2 separate regions of the Mus musculus genome follow, and region 2 is linked to region 1. The links are chromatin contacts, called in public HiChIP or PLAC-seq maps. All regions are on one chromosome and are shown on one strand. Each heading gives the region's core, a stretch centred on a gene start, on an enhancer-like site or on the middle of the called end of the contact. The rest is flanking DNA. Distances are from core to core; before and after follow the strand shown.

Region 1 (7,172 bases), core at 1,714-4,213:
GTTTCTGCTCAGAGATTGTCTTTGATCCAAGCCAGTGAACAAAAGCTCATTATCTTACCTTTAAATAGAGGGATTTTTAGCAGAAACATTGAAGGGTTAGGGGGAGGAGAAGGGGTTCCTCTCAGGATGCCCCCAAAGGTCCCAAGGCTCCTAGCCACCAAGGAAGAGCATGAGAAAGAGCACACAGACCCCATGAGTGGCTTCTGAGAATGCTGAAGACGGTCTTTGTAACTGTTTGTATTTATAGTTATTGAACAGCTCTGTCAGTCCATTTGCAAGCAGGACACTGGCGTCTTTACTCAGATTTCCTGTGTGCTGCATGTATGTCACCCAGACAGATTTCTCTAGGTAACTTTCTCAGCTGTCTACATAACCTGACACCAGATGCCCAGCTTTCTTTCAGGATGGTGCCTTTCTCCATGGCCTCCAAACCTTTATAAATCAGAGAAAGTAAACAGTCCAAGAGAAGGCAGATCTGGGTAAAGGCATGATGGAGCTGCCATGGTCTGCTCCAGGGGACCTTCCTAGGTTCTCATAGAACTCACAGTATGTTCTCATTTCCTTGTTGAAAATTCCTAAAGAAAACATCCTTTTATAGTGTTGGAAAAGCATTCTTATTTGTGCTTTTGGCTTTTCAAATTACAGTAACTCTTTATTATAATATAATTATAAAAGGTAATTATAATCTTTCAGGTGCAAAAATGCCTTATTAAAGTGCACCTGTGCACATACACATACACACGCATACATAGACATAGACAGACAGAAGGTAGACACAAACACAGGCACATATACACATGTAGGCATAGATCGATACACACATACAGGCACAGACAGATGCACATACAGGCACACACACACATACATACACATAAACATATATACATAAACACAGATATGCATACATATAGGCACAGACCTATAAAAAGACAGACAGACATGAACATGTACATACATGAACACACACACATACACACACACATACTTGGCTTACAGGCCATATTTGAAAATAAAGAAGTTTAATAATTTCTGACCATTTATTGGAGGATTATCATCTGAGAACAGTATTCACTGATTTTAATGTACCCTCTCTTTTCTTCTATATAGGACCCATCAAGGGAGACTTTAGAATCCTAATTTAATTGGTTTGGACATTGAAACTACAGTTCACACTTGTGATCCCACCACTGGGGAAGCAGACAGGAGGATTCATGAGGCTTGCTGGCCAGTTTGTCTAACTGAATCAGAGAGAGAGAGAGAGAGAGAGAGAGAGAGAGTCCTGGTTTCAAAATACAAGATGGGGAGCAATTGAGGAAGACACCTGATGTCAGCTTCTGGTGTCCACATGCTCTAACAGACATGTAGATGTGTACACACATGAATATACTCTCTCTCACACACACACACACACACACACACACACACACACAGAGTAAATTGAAAGTAGATGCTAATGTATCCTTTTAAGCCTGTATACAAAGTGGTAGCTCTGATGTCTGAGTCCTAGGATCCAAAGCTTACCCGCTGGGTCACAGTACAGTATATTTAGCATTCTGTCTAAACTCCACCCCACAGTTACCTGGCAACAGCCATGTAGGCCTGACTCACTATAAAAGAGGCTGCTTGCCCCTTCCTCTCTCTCTTGCCTCTCTCTCTTGCCTCTTGCTCTCTTGCTCCCCCTTGCTCCCCATTCCCTTTATCCCCCCCACCCCCCGCCTCTACTTCTCTACTCTCTCCCTCTCTGCTTTTCTCTGCCTCTACTACCCTCTTAACTCTCCTCCCTGTGCCCTGAATAAACTCTATTTTATACTATACTGTCATGTGACTAGTCCCTCATGGGGAAGTGATGCCTCTGCATGGGCCCTCTGAGGCACTCCCTTCCCCCATACCGCACCACACCCCTATAGAACATATTCTTATACCTCTTTATCTTTTTTTAAAAACACATCAGTATGTGTTGCGACAAGTAGTCTTCCCCAGGGCCCCTTATGGTTCCAGATAGGAGAGTTGGAGATCCAACATACAGACACAATTTTAAAACCCCAATTTTTTTTTCTTACCCCCAGACAACATGGCAACTAAACACAAGGTACAGCTTTCTGCACAGAGAATAACTAAGACAATGGTGTGTGAATCGCCCAACTCACGAAAAGGAAAGGACTTTTCTGTGCAAATAGAGGCACTGGATAATAAAGTTGTTTATTGTGAAATCCCAGGCTGTCTGCCAAGAGTGGGTAGAGCCCTCTGAAACATGGCAATGTCAACTTTCAAGCCTGCGTACTTGGTGACATGATTAAAATAGTGAAAAGAAAAAGATATTTCCAACTGACTCAGCAGGTTCTGAGAAAGCTGAGCTGGAAGAGAGACCGTGCCCTGGTGAGCTCAGCTCTTCTGAGCAGGGAACACTCTCTTTGGAATAAAGCAGGCTAGGCACTTTTAAAAAAAAAATTTTTGCATTTTCCTGATTCACTATGTACCATTTAACATTTTATGATGCTTTGTTTGTTTTATAGACGAGGCATTAAATTCAAATTACAACTTGAATGAGATTTACTCAGTCCCCCTTTCAGTGTGGGAATTTCTCATTAGCCAGACTCCCATTTCTTATGTAGATGGATGACCCAGACCTTAATGGTGGGTTGGAAAAGATGAGGTTATTTCTGTTACCCCAAATCTCTTTGTGTCAAAAAAAATTTTTTTTTCTGATCTTACCTATTTCTCATTGCTGAATATTTTGGAAGGGGGCCAAAAAATATTAATGTGTGTGTGTGTATGTTTCTCCACCTCCTAGCATCGATAAAGTGTCCTGTTCAGCCCCACCCTGTAATTTCATCTTTCATCGTTGACTGCTTGACATTCTGTCAGGGAAATATGTTCTTGTGTTACCGGGGTGTAAATAGGGTTCATGTTCTCTTGGGAACCTGACTTGCCTTGAAGCTCAGATTGCATTGTTTCTGATGTGCCTCTTGCAGAGAAGTGAACTCAAATGGAGGTAGAAAACTCATTTATCACCAGTTCAAATGCAAATGAAGGCTGCGGGCATTCTTCCTTTCATCTGCAGATTAGCAGTTTGTAGCCTCCTTTTGTAGTTTAAATGCCCAGTATGTCTTAAGGTACAACACACTTCCAAAGTTCTCCACCCCACCGGTCTGAGCTTCTCCCCATGTGAGGTTATGATTTGTTGTTTTCTGGGAATATCCTGTAGTTGCTGATTAAAAACTGAAAGATGGCATTTGAAAAAGAAATGTCATTTGTACTATGAGTGGCTTAAAATTATTTTGATACACAACAAAGGGAAAGACTTCTAACTCAGCACTGATATTTTAAAAAGAATTGGCAGCATCTTTGAGTGACTCGTGTTCACTTAACATGTGTGGTCCTTACAGCGTAGGGTCCTTTTGTGGCTTGTATACATAGTATGCCCCTCAAAGGCTCGTGTGTTGCAGGTTTGCTTCTCAGGTGATGAACTTTTGAATGAACGTATCCCAAGGCTCTTACTTCACCCGTGCATGATCCATTTGTGGATTCATAAGTTGACAGCATTATTAAGAAGCGGTAGTAAGTAGGGTGTGGGGCTTTGTTGGATAATCCGTTTTCTGTGACCCCTTCTCTCTCCCTAGACACCATGAAATGAAGAGCCTCCTCTTCCATAAACAGCTGGACTCCTCAGAGGCCCACTGCAACGGAGTCACAATGATTGAGGCCTCAGAAACCATGTGGTAAAATAGATTTCTTCCTTTTAAATTGCTTTCACTAGCATTTTGTCCCAGTAACTGAACATTGACTCAAGCAGACATACTGAAGTTCACAGTCAATCCATTTCACACACAACATATTTATTTCAGGTCTGAAAATGCTCATTTCTAAAGTGGTCCACCCGACAATGACAATTAATCATGCCCTTTGTCTAAATTTAACACGTTTAGGGTAAATTTGAGAATAGGTAATATCAGGGTGAATGCCAGTTCTTTGTCTTAGAAGTCTAGAGTTCATGGGTCAGAAGTCATAAAAGAAGGTAACAATTTGCCTGCTGGCCTTGACTGACAGTCATGTTGAATGTTTCTCACAGCCAAAATGGAATAAGGCATATTTTTTCATCTGTCTTTCACTCCATCTATCTGTTCATCTATCCATCCATTGATATATTTTTTTTAATCCAGTACTTACTTGCAGATGTCTATGGCATACCAAGTTCAAACCTTGGCTATATTGCTCAGAATTATCTGAAATGTGAGACATTAGTACAGTGCCCAGGAAGCCCATTCTGACTCCTAGCCCAAGAAGGTGGGATCCAACTATAGAGCTAGAGGGAAGTGACCACAAAGACCCATCTCATTTCTAGTACCAAGTGAAAGCTCAGGGTCTTTTCTACAACTTCCATATTTACCAATTGCTCAAAGACTCACAGAATTTCCTAGATTCTGTTATATTCAGGGTTACATTCTTTACAGGAAATTAAAATTTAATTTCATTAAAAATCAGTCAGTTGGGAAAGGTATATGGCAGAACTGTGTGTGTGTGTATTATATGTGTGAAATGTCTTGTGTTCACAGGATGTGTGACCTTCAGTTGAATTGTGACAATATGAATAGAGGATCTTCATATTGAAGGTTTACTTGCGCAGTACCAAGGGTTCTTTGGGGCTTCATTTTGCGGACATGATTGATGAATTATATGGTTGTACTAAAACTCCAGGTCCTCCCTCCATGGATGTTGGACAACTATGTCATAGTAACAGTCTTTTATTCCCGGTAGTCTGACCAGTTATGAGTCTCTACAATAACCACTACCTACTGTAAAAGGAAAGAAAGTAGGAAACAAAGAAAGAGTGAAAAGAAGGAAGGAATTTACATCCATATGTAAGCTAAATGCAAGAGTAATCTAGAATCATAAACACAACTGTTTGGAGGTTAATTCAGTAGGTATATCACATTCATTTAAAAATCAATAGCAGAGGTTTCTTTCATTGTCTCTATGATCTCCTTAGACATAGGTCTTTGCCCTTGGCTTATAAGGTGTTAAGTCCATGCCGAAAGTAGTTTGCTGCACCCTTAACAGTCATTGCATTATTGCCCAGCAAGTACACATTGCTTGGTATGTTAATGGGGTAGCATATAGTGTTCACATCTGAGCAAGAAAGTTTGTGATACTCTTCCCAATCATCCTGCATATCCTCTTCCAGCTTGATGAAATCCAGTTAGTTATTGTACAGGTCACTCTTAACTTATTTTCTCTATATACTACCACTAGAACATTCTGTGTCTTTAACACTAGAGTTTTAACAGCCAACTTGTTCTGGAATGAACCCAATATTGGTGGCAGTATTCTTTATGGTTTGTGGGTCTTCAGAGGCCTCCTTGGTGAATAATACATAAGCAAGTAGTTCATTCTCAGCACTGGGATGTTCAGTCAATAATCTTGTGGCTTTTGAATGTGTCTTTCCTGTCTATTCAGGGTGACTTGTTTAAACTTTTGAAACTTATATTTTCATTTTTTTTAATCAGTTGATTTCCCAAATCTGTAGCATACTAAGGATACTGTTGTGCAATGAAACCCTTTACAGAGTATGATCAGGATATCTAAAAATCCAAAATGATCTATTCCAAGTCAATGAAGTTGGTCTTGGGATTCAGCAGCTAATAAAATATTAGCAAATTACAATGTAGCATGAAAATATATCATCACTTCTATCAGTTGTCCCAGAAAAATAGCCATGTGAGTGTGAGACACTACCTTATGCTGTCTTCGGTAATCTGTATTTTAATCTCCATGAGCCATGTTACTTTCTCATCCTGGGGCACTGCCATGTGGCTGATACACATTTTTCTACTTTCTTGGATCAATAGGGACAACTTAAGCTACTCTGGCTCAGTGTACAGGAGGAACAGGACCATAATCTTGTCTACTGCCCTTGCTATTCTGGTTCTGACAGGTCTGTCTGGTTGTCTTTGAGGGCCTCATTTTCTCATCAGAAATATTTGACTTCTGAAAGGAGTGTGGTTTGAACACACAATCTTCATCCTTTGCATACTATATTGCATGGGAGAAATATTCTCAAGGAGAATAAACATCCCACTAGAACATTCTATTTTGTTTAATCTGTAATGTTTTCATTTGCTCCATTTTTTCAATTTTTTTACTAGATTTTTTTTCATTTACATTTCAAATGCTATCCCGAAAGTTCCCTATACTTTCCCCCTGCCCTGCTCACCTACCCACCCACTCCCACTTCTTGGCCCTGGTATTACCCTGTACTGGGGCATATAGAGTTCCAAGACCAAGGGGCCTCTCTTCCCATTGATGGCTGACTAGGCCATCTTCTGCTACATATGTAGCTAGAGACACAAGCTCTGGGGGTACTGGTTAGTTCATATTGTTGTTCCTCCTGTAGGGTTGCAGACCCTTTCAGCTCCATGGGTACTTTCTCTAGCTCCTTCAATGGGGCGGCCTGTGTTCCTATGAGCATCTACTTCTGTATTTGCCAGGCACTGGCATAGCATCACACGAGAGAGCTATATGAGAGTCCTGTCAGCAAAATCTTTCTGGCATATGCAATAGTGTCTGAGTTTGGTGGTTGTATATGGGATGGATCCCCGGGTGGGGCAGTCTCTGGATAGTCTTTCTTTCCATCTTAGCTCCGAACTTTGTCTCTGTAACTCCTTCCATGTGTATTTTGTTCCCCATTCTAAGAAAGAGCGAAGTATCCACACTTTGGTCTTTCTTCTTGAGTTTCATGTGCTTTACAAATTGTATCTTGGATATTCTAAGTTTCTGGGCTAATATCCGCTTATCAGTGAGTGTATATCATGTGTGTTCTTTTGTGATTGGGTTACCTCACTCAGGATGATATCCTCCAGATGCATCCATTTGTCTAAGAACTTAATAAATTCATTGTTTTTAATTGCTGACTAGTACTCCATTGTGTAAATGTACCACATTTTCTGTATCCATTCCTCTGTTGAGGGACATCTGGGTTCTTTCCAGCTTCTGGCTATTATAAATAAGGCTGCTATGAACATAGTGGAGCATGTGTCCTTATTACAAGTTGGAACATCTTCTGGGTATATACCCAGGATTGTTATAGCTGGATCTTTTGGTAGTACTATGTCCAATTTTCTGAGGAACTGCCAGACTGATTTCCAGAGTGGTTGTACCAGCTTGCAATCCCACCA
Region 2 (7,172 bases), core at 2,472-4,971, 760 kb before region 1:
GTCCACGGCCCACACCAGATATCTCTCGGTATCTGCCGTTGGCAGTCCCCTGAACCTGGCTTTGTGCTTGTGAGACCCAGCCATCACGGTCCATCCAGGGATCGCTCACTTACGGAGACACATGTGCTTTAATGCAAGTGTGCTCTCGTGGCTCTGCTGCTCTGCGGATATCGGCTCAGGATGGTTAAGAAACGAAAGCTAAAAATGAGAAAACATCCCTGACACGTTAGCCTATCTTTTCTTGTTTCAAGAGTAAGAAGAAAAAAAGATTATTTATATGATGTGTGTATGAATGTTTACTTTATATGATGTGTGTATGAATGTATGTTTACTTGCTTGCATGGATGCACACAGTCCAGAGAAGGCATCGAACCCCCTGGAAGGAGAGTTACAAAAAGCTGGGAGCTACTATTAGGTGCTGGGAACCAAACCCAGATCCTTTGCAAAAGGAGTCTGTACTCTTAACCATTGAGTCATCTCTCTAACTCTGCTTTCTGAATTGAAGACAATCTCACAGATAGTTCCTGCTGGCCTGGAACTCACTATGTAGACCAGGCTGACCTAAAACTCATAGGATTCTGCCTGCTTCTATCTCCCAAGCACTGAACTTAAAGGGATATGTGAGCATTCCCAGTTGTGACTTTTCAAAACGTTGTCTCCACTGGAAATCCAGATACCCCTGTTAGCCTAAACAAACATAATAGGATGCTTGTGAAAAAAAAAAGAAAAGATTGCCAAGAATACTTTAGAGAATGAATGGAATGGTGGCTTCAGGAGACATTTTGCCACAGAAAATTGGAGTGGAGGTTTCTAATTTGTGTACAAAGATCCTTTGCATAATCAAAGGAAGTGTCGCCCCAAAGGACACACCCCACAGCTAACCTAGTTCTGCTGCAGAGAAACCGGGCCTCGGATGAGCTGATAAGGAGCTGAGCACAAAGGACAATAGCTGACCGACCAACGCAGGCTCAGGTAGCCTAGGCCTGCTGGCGGACACTTAGCCGGTTTCTTACCAGTCTCTTAAGACTCACTCATGGAACAGTGGAGAACTTGAAATTATCTATTGCCAGTGACTGGGGGCTATTACCCAACGTAGGGAAGAACAGAATGAAGAGGGTGTTTCCTGTGCCACTCAGCTGATAACTGCAGGAAGAAGCCGGGTGCCATTGCTAATCATTTTTGTAGCGAGTACTTTACTGGTCTTTTAGCACACAGACCGATGGTCCCTCCCATGCACCCTTCACACAAAATGGCGCCCTGTTCTATTCTGTTTCCTATTAGGAGATGATATACAGTGCACACACACCCCACCCACCCCTGAAGATCCCTACCCCTCACCCAGTAAGCTGCCTCTATTTGTGATTTTGGGGGTGGGAAAATGAACAAGAAAGTTCTGTGGAAGTGTGTTTACATGGGCCGCCAAGTCTTCAGCATCTACAGTCAGTCAGCTGTTCCTGCTGCCATGAGCCCAGTGCCCGTGGCTGACAGGCTAGCATTCACTGTTCCTGTTTATTATACATGCTGAGGCCTGGCCACTCCGAGACATGATGCTTGTTGGTTCTTGGTTCATGCTTGCATGGTCAGGCTCCTCAATAGCCTGTCACTTACCTTTGTAGTTCAGATCTGGTAACATCACAAAAAAGTATAAATCTTTGTGAAATAGAAGTAAGAGAACCCCAAAGTAAGGAATTCTCTTCCAAGGAGGCAAACCGGGAGAACTGGGTCATCCTGTAAGCAAGGTCTTAACGATGCAAGTGGAGCTAGACCCTGCTGTGTTGCTGTTCCTGTCCTGGTAATTGGTGAGAGGTGTTCACTGCCCTCCTAAGAGAAAGAAGCTCTTAGTTACAATCCTTATGAGATGACTCAGGCCAGGAGCCAGGAAACCTACATAAAAACAATGTGAACAGAAATCCATACACAAGCATGAACATTCTTAAACTAAACGAGAAGTCCCCAAACACCTATGTTCACAGCTGTTCTCTGTAAGCACAGCCCTAGACAGGAGCCCAGAGATTCCTATCCTTGAGCCAAAGACTTGAACATCTGGTCTCTGGGAAGAAGATAATAGGTAGGGAGTGAGCTGGCTGGCAGCAAAGAGGTTCCAGCTAGATATGAGGAGCAGGCAGACCCTGCAGGAAGATATTGAGCCTAATGCACTGGGGTCACTGGCTAAGGTCCATGTGGTGCTCATCTGAAGACCCTTCCCAACAGCCCCAGGGACTTAAAGAATGCTCCTCACAACGTGCATTCACCCTAGAGCAGCCAAGCCTGATCTCTTCTCCCCCTTTCTTCTGATTGTTCCTCATTGCTCAGAAAGAATTGTGAGAAGAGAAGTCAGCAAGAACAATGGAACCTCGGGAAATTTTGTTCCATGAACCAGAGCTGAAACGGGGCAAAAGCAACACTACCTTCACAGTCACGTGGTCCCTTGGTACCCTACGAGACAGAGCAAGGATAACTCAGTTTCCCTTCCCGGGCTGTTTCTATCTGGCTGTAACTGTTGTCACTCATGCTGACATTAGCAGCCCCATCATGCTTCTCTGGAGCTCATGGTTGTTCACACACAAAGTTCTCGTCACCCACCCATCGCTCAAAAACAGCCCAACCAGGAAATACCTTCCTTGCCTGGTATTGCTTGCAGGTTGGAGCTTACAGTGTTATTTATATTATATTGTTTTTGTTGTTGTTGTCTTTTTTTAAATTTTATTTTACTGTTATTCCAGTGACTTGGGGGCATACTGCTGAGATGGACTTTAAGTAAGGCTTTTTAATTAACCCTTAGTAGTAGATAATGGTAGAGCAGACAAATTCCACTTCCTTGGCTATTCTAGATTAAATATTTCACGATTAGGAGGGAGAAAATAAATCAGCAGTGTCCCTTCCCACCCTCCAGCCTAAGGCTTTCTCAACCTCTAGATCAAATGCTGTGAGATAGTCTCTCCAAGGGGTTCAAGTCTTGGTGCCAGCTCACCCTCACTTCCTCTGACATCCACGTCTATCCGTGATGCCTCCTTTGTGCCTGGTAAGACCCATACCCAGCCACTCCCCCTTCCCCTTCCACACCCCTTCTTGAACTCCTGTGCCGCCCCCTCAGGTGAGCCCTGCTAGAGACAGTGTCTGTGCTATCATCTAGGGAAGTGGTGGCTTCTCTGTGGCCTTGGAGGACCTCTCTCTGGAAGGCTCCTTCTAGCTGTCAGGTTTCAGAGGCCCATTTTCAGCCCTAAGGTCCTCCATTCTAGCCTTTCCCTCCCCAACTTCCCCTCCTCTCAGCTGGACATCGTCCGTCTAGATTATCTATGGTCACTCCATGAAGCCATGTGTGTCTTTGCTCTTACTCTGCCTGTCACCTGAAAGGCTACCTTCTCCACTCTCACCATCAGCCACAAGACCTCTCTGTGTTAGGGCCGTGCAGAATTTGCTAAAACATTTACACCCATCTCTTTCTAACTTGAGGATAGCCTATCTTAGGGGCCTATCTTGCTTGTCACACAGGTGGCATGCCCTACAATAGACTATATGCTTCCTGAAGACTATCTCACTCCTGTCCCTTACTCTATCCCCCTTCCCAGCCATCACTGCCTTCAGTGGACAAGCCCTGAGGAGCTGCTGAGTTGCCTCTAATTAATTCTGTTTTTAACAGATTCTGGCGAAGGATGTCACAAGCTTGCTTTTATAACCAAAGAATGCACAGTTGTGCAGCTGTCCCGGGTCTCTCAGATCTGGGGTAGGGTGGGAGGGTACAAAATAGGGAGACTCCTCAGAAGCCAGCTGACTACTGGTCAAACCAGGTGCAAGTTGGGAAAAAAATCTATAGTGAATGAAGAAAAACAAGAAGCCCAGTGGGAAGGACATGGGCGGCCTTGCAGAAGCGCTGCTGAGCATCATCTTTAGAGAGAATACAGGATCATTTCAGCTCCCTTGTTGACTGATTTGTGTGTTCTTCCTACAGATACTTCCAGAAAAAGACCTATTGTTCACATTCCCCCATGCCGACACAGCACCCATTGTTTATATCCCTAATCACAGTGCGCATTGCTAGATCTGTGGGCTCAGGGACAGGCTGTGTCTCCCCCACCACATCCCTAGACAGTGAATACTGTGTTCTTTATCTCTTATCACAGCCCTTTTGTCAAACATTTCATGGATTTTTTTTCCCACTAGACAAATCTGTAGTTTGTTATCAACAATAAAAATGCCTATTGCCTTGTTTTTAAGCATTTAAACTTTAGAGTGTATGTCTCAAGACAAGCGTGAATTAAAGTGCTTACTCCGTTTTAAATACAAGAATTTTATGATAAGACACGTAGCTAAGTTTCTTTACCATGTTGCTCAAATGGAGCTGTGTTTTGGCTCCATGAACGTGTGTTTTATTGGGCATGTCTGTATTTCTGAGGGAGGAGGGCTGTGACCCCTGACTCACAGGCTGCCGTGGTGAGGGACCTGTCAGGTTTAGACAGGTGCAGATACCTGTGACTCGGCTGCACAAGGCCATCACTAGACCAGGTCTCCAGCATAGAAAAGATCAAACATACCCCCATTCCCAAGATCTCCATTTTCCAAGTGCCCACGACTTCTTCCTATTCGTTAATTCATAAGGTTGATCGCAAAGTCTGTGGGAAAGAAAAGCCTCTAAAGAAACATAATAAATGCAACACTTTCCTGGTTTAAAAATGACAATATGTTGTCTGCTACAAGCATCTCAAGCCTTTAATTCAAATGAATATTTATAGCAAAGAAATAAAATAAGTCCCTAGCACATTGGCATATAACTTCAGGGCAATCTTAAAGTACCCACATTTTTAAGTTGCTGATGAAGTCTACAAAGTTTTAATGTGACTCTTTATATTTCTTATGAATGCAAATTATACACTATGTAATTTGTGCGCTAATCATTTCCCTGCAGCTTCTCTTTGATTGGGAACGGAAATGGTACCAGTCTTTCAGATGCCCAAAGGAAAATAAAAAATAAATTTAAAAAAACCTATGGTTTTTCCCTCAGATGTGTTCTGATATACTGGTCTAACTTTTCAGAGCTACGTGGATAGAGTTAGGGGTCTTGGTGGCCCCTCTATTTTGGTTCTAGGTGGACTGCTACGCGGCCCCTGTTCCAATGTGAAACTCCACTGGCAAAGAAACTCTTCTTAGTCCCTGTAAGACCAGGAGGGGTGGAGGGACAGTGATGCTGACGGAGCTAACTGGGAACCCGAGACTTAGCCAGCCTCATGAAAGGCCTCCTGGAGATGGAGATGCTGAGTGAAGACCAGGTGCTTCCCATCTGTTTGGATTCAGTGACTCTTCCTCAAAGACAGCTTTTAAAGTTCTCATATTCCAAGTTAAAGATTTATACCTGCACTTTGTGTTTTCAAAGTATTCCTAAAATCACTTCAAGCAAAATGATATTTTAACTGTAGTGTATATTTTAAAGTTTCTGAGAGAAGAGAGAGAGAGAGAGAGAGAGAGAGAGAGAGAGAGAGAGAGAGAGAGAGCTCCTCTAATCCATGTTGGATATAAGACTATTCACATGACTCACATTTGGCAATCTATGGAGTCACCTGTGATGCAAAACCCATGTCTGATAGACCACAGCTTCCCTTGATCTCCACAGGAAGCCATGGTTTGGGGAGATGCGACCCACGGCCATCTCTACTCTGATATCCTAGCACTACAGCTGCCCCGTGTTCCCTCTCTTCCCACTCTTCCTTGTTCTTTTTGGCTCCTCCACCTTCTCTTTCTCCTTCTTTTCTTTCCTCTTTGTATCTTTCTGTCTGGATCCCTTTGTTTCTGTATCTGTCTTCCCTAAAGCAGACAACACAAGCACCTCATGCCTGGTGCTCAGAGTCTACCCGACTCCAAGACTGCTACCCCAGTGAAACAGAACACCCACTGCTGGGGTGAGCTTGGTTACAGGGTTTGGCAGTCATGCTAGTGTGCCTAAGACTTCATGGACAGCTATTATATTCTTAGGCTGTGGCTGCTCCATGCATCTAAAAGTCCTGTTTATTAACATGTATAGTGTTAATATGTAATGTATATATTATATACATATCAGTGTCCATGTATTTCAGTCACTAAAGTCAGTCCTAGAGGTTAGAGTATTGGCCCCTCAGCCAATAAGAATTAAGCTGAGATTCACTTCCTTTGTTCCTTGTTCATCCTACTGCTTCTCCCTCCCTCTCACCACCTCCTCCTCCTCCTCCTCCTCGTCCTCCTCCACTCCCTGCCTTCTGCACACTCTGATCTCAGTTGGTGGCATGCTGTGTGGGCTTCAGGCATTTTCAGAACTGCAGAAGCATCCCCTCTGATGCAGCATCCACTGGCTCTCAGGACAGGGGTCCGGCTCTCTTACCTCCTAAGTCCATGCTCTTCAACTTGAGCCTTGGCTTGCAATTGACTCCAAGTGGGGCCCACATCTGTTGACCTTCAACCCTTACTGTGATTGAAATGTGGGTATGTTTTCAGAGGAACAGCAGAAGGATTCCCCTTTATTGCATTCACAGAAAGAGCATTTGGGATTCTCTGGTCTGCTTAACCATGAATAGATGTGCGCTGTTTTGTTTTTGGTTTTGGTTTTTTTTCTTAGATTATAATGAACTACTAATTGTGTTGGGTAATTACTTATTTCCTTTATAATTTCTCAAACCCCAATCTAATCTTGAAGTGATTGTACTCAGTGGTATTAAACACCAACGAAGCAGCTATCCTCCTGTGGAGGTGCCACCAGGGCCACACTTCCAGGATGCTCTCTTGGCATTGGTTCTATTTAGATCACACAGTTGACCATGAAGTCTGTCAATGCACATGTCCAATGAGAAAGAGTGGGTGGAGATAACTCAGGAAGCAGGCCTTTGTCATTTGTTTAGATCAACAACAACCAACTCTAGATTGTACAAATCCTGCTAGCCCTCTCCCTCTCCCTCTCCCTCTGTCTCTCCCTCTGTCTCTCCCTCTGTCTCTCCCTCTGTCTCTCCCCCTGTCTCTCCCTCTGTCTCTCCCTCTGTGTGTGTCTCTCTCTCCATGGTACTCAGCAGATAGTAAGCCTAGGTGCTAAGCATAGCAGCTTGCATGGTTTATTTATTGTCTTCCCTGTACAGATAACAAACGTAGGGCCCAGAGACATTAAATGCTTTATCCAACGTCACACAGTGGCGATTGATAGCGACCAGATTCACAGC

What was found. HiChIP or PLAC-seq counts read pairs in DNA pulled down with a chosen protein or histone mark.
Region 2: a contact with region 1 is called in an H3K27ac HiChIP or PLAC-seq map of stem cell-derived neural progenitor cells, with 2.1 times the contacts expected there. The contact joins two enhancer-like sites. A contact is called at or near these places in 1 of 39 promoter capture datasets (liver), 2 of 115 datasets of contacts at active chromatin or transcription factors (astrocytes and stem cell-derived neural progenitor cells) and 1 of 9 other capture datasets (embryonic stem cells).

Annotation. Positions count from the first base shown.
Region 1 is chr17:9,718,737-9,725,908 of GRCm38.p6, reverse strand. Gm34684 (a long non-coding RNA gene) reads left to right here. Exons shown (of 5, transcript XR_876393.3): 2 at 3,621-3,719. Among named protein-coding and RNA genes, the nearest start is that of Gm34684, 4.2 kb to the left of the region's middle. Within about 2 kb of position 2,963, at least 2 of the 459 cell types and tissues checked have an H3K27ac peak or open chromatin away from gene starts, as enhancers often do. A contact at or near this core is called in stem cell-derived neural progenitor cells, where this site is marked.
Region 2 is chr17:10,480,915-10,488,086 of GRCm38.p6, reverse strand. All of the region lies in intron 4 of Pacrg (PARK2 co-regulated), which reads left to right. All of the region lies in intron 1 of A230009B12Rik (RIKEN cDNA A230009B12 gene), which reads right to left. Among named protein-coding and RNA genes, the nearest start is that of Gm16168, 8.7 kb to the left of the region's middle. Within about 2 kb of position 3,721, at least 33 of the 459 cell types and tissues checked have an H3K27ac peak or open chromatin away from gene starts, as enhancers often do. A contact at or near this core is called in stem cell-derived neural progenitor cells, where this site is marked.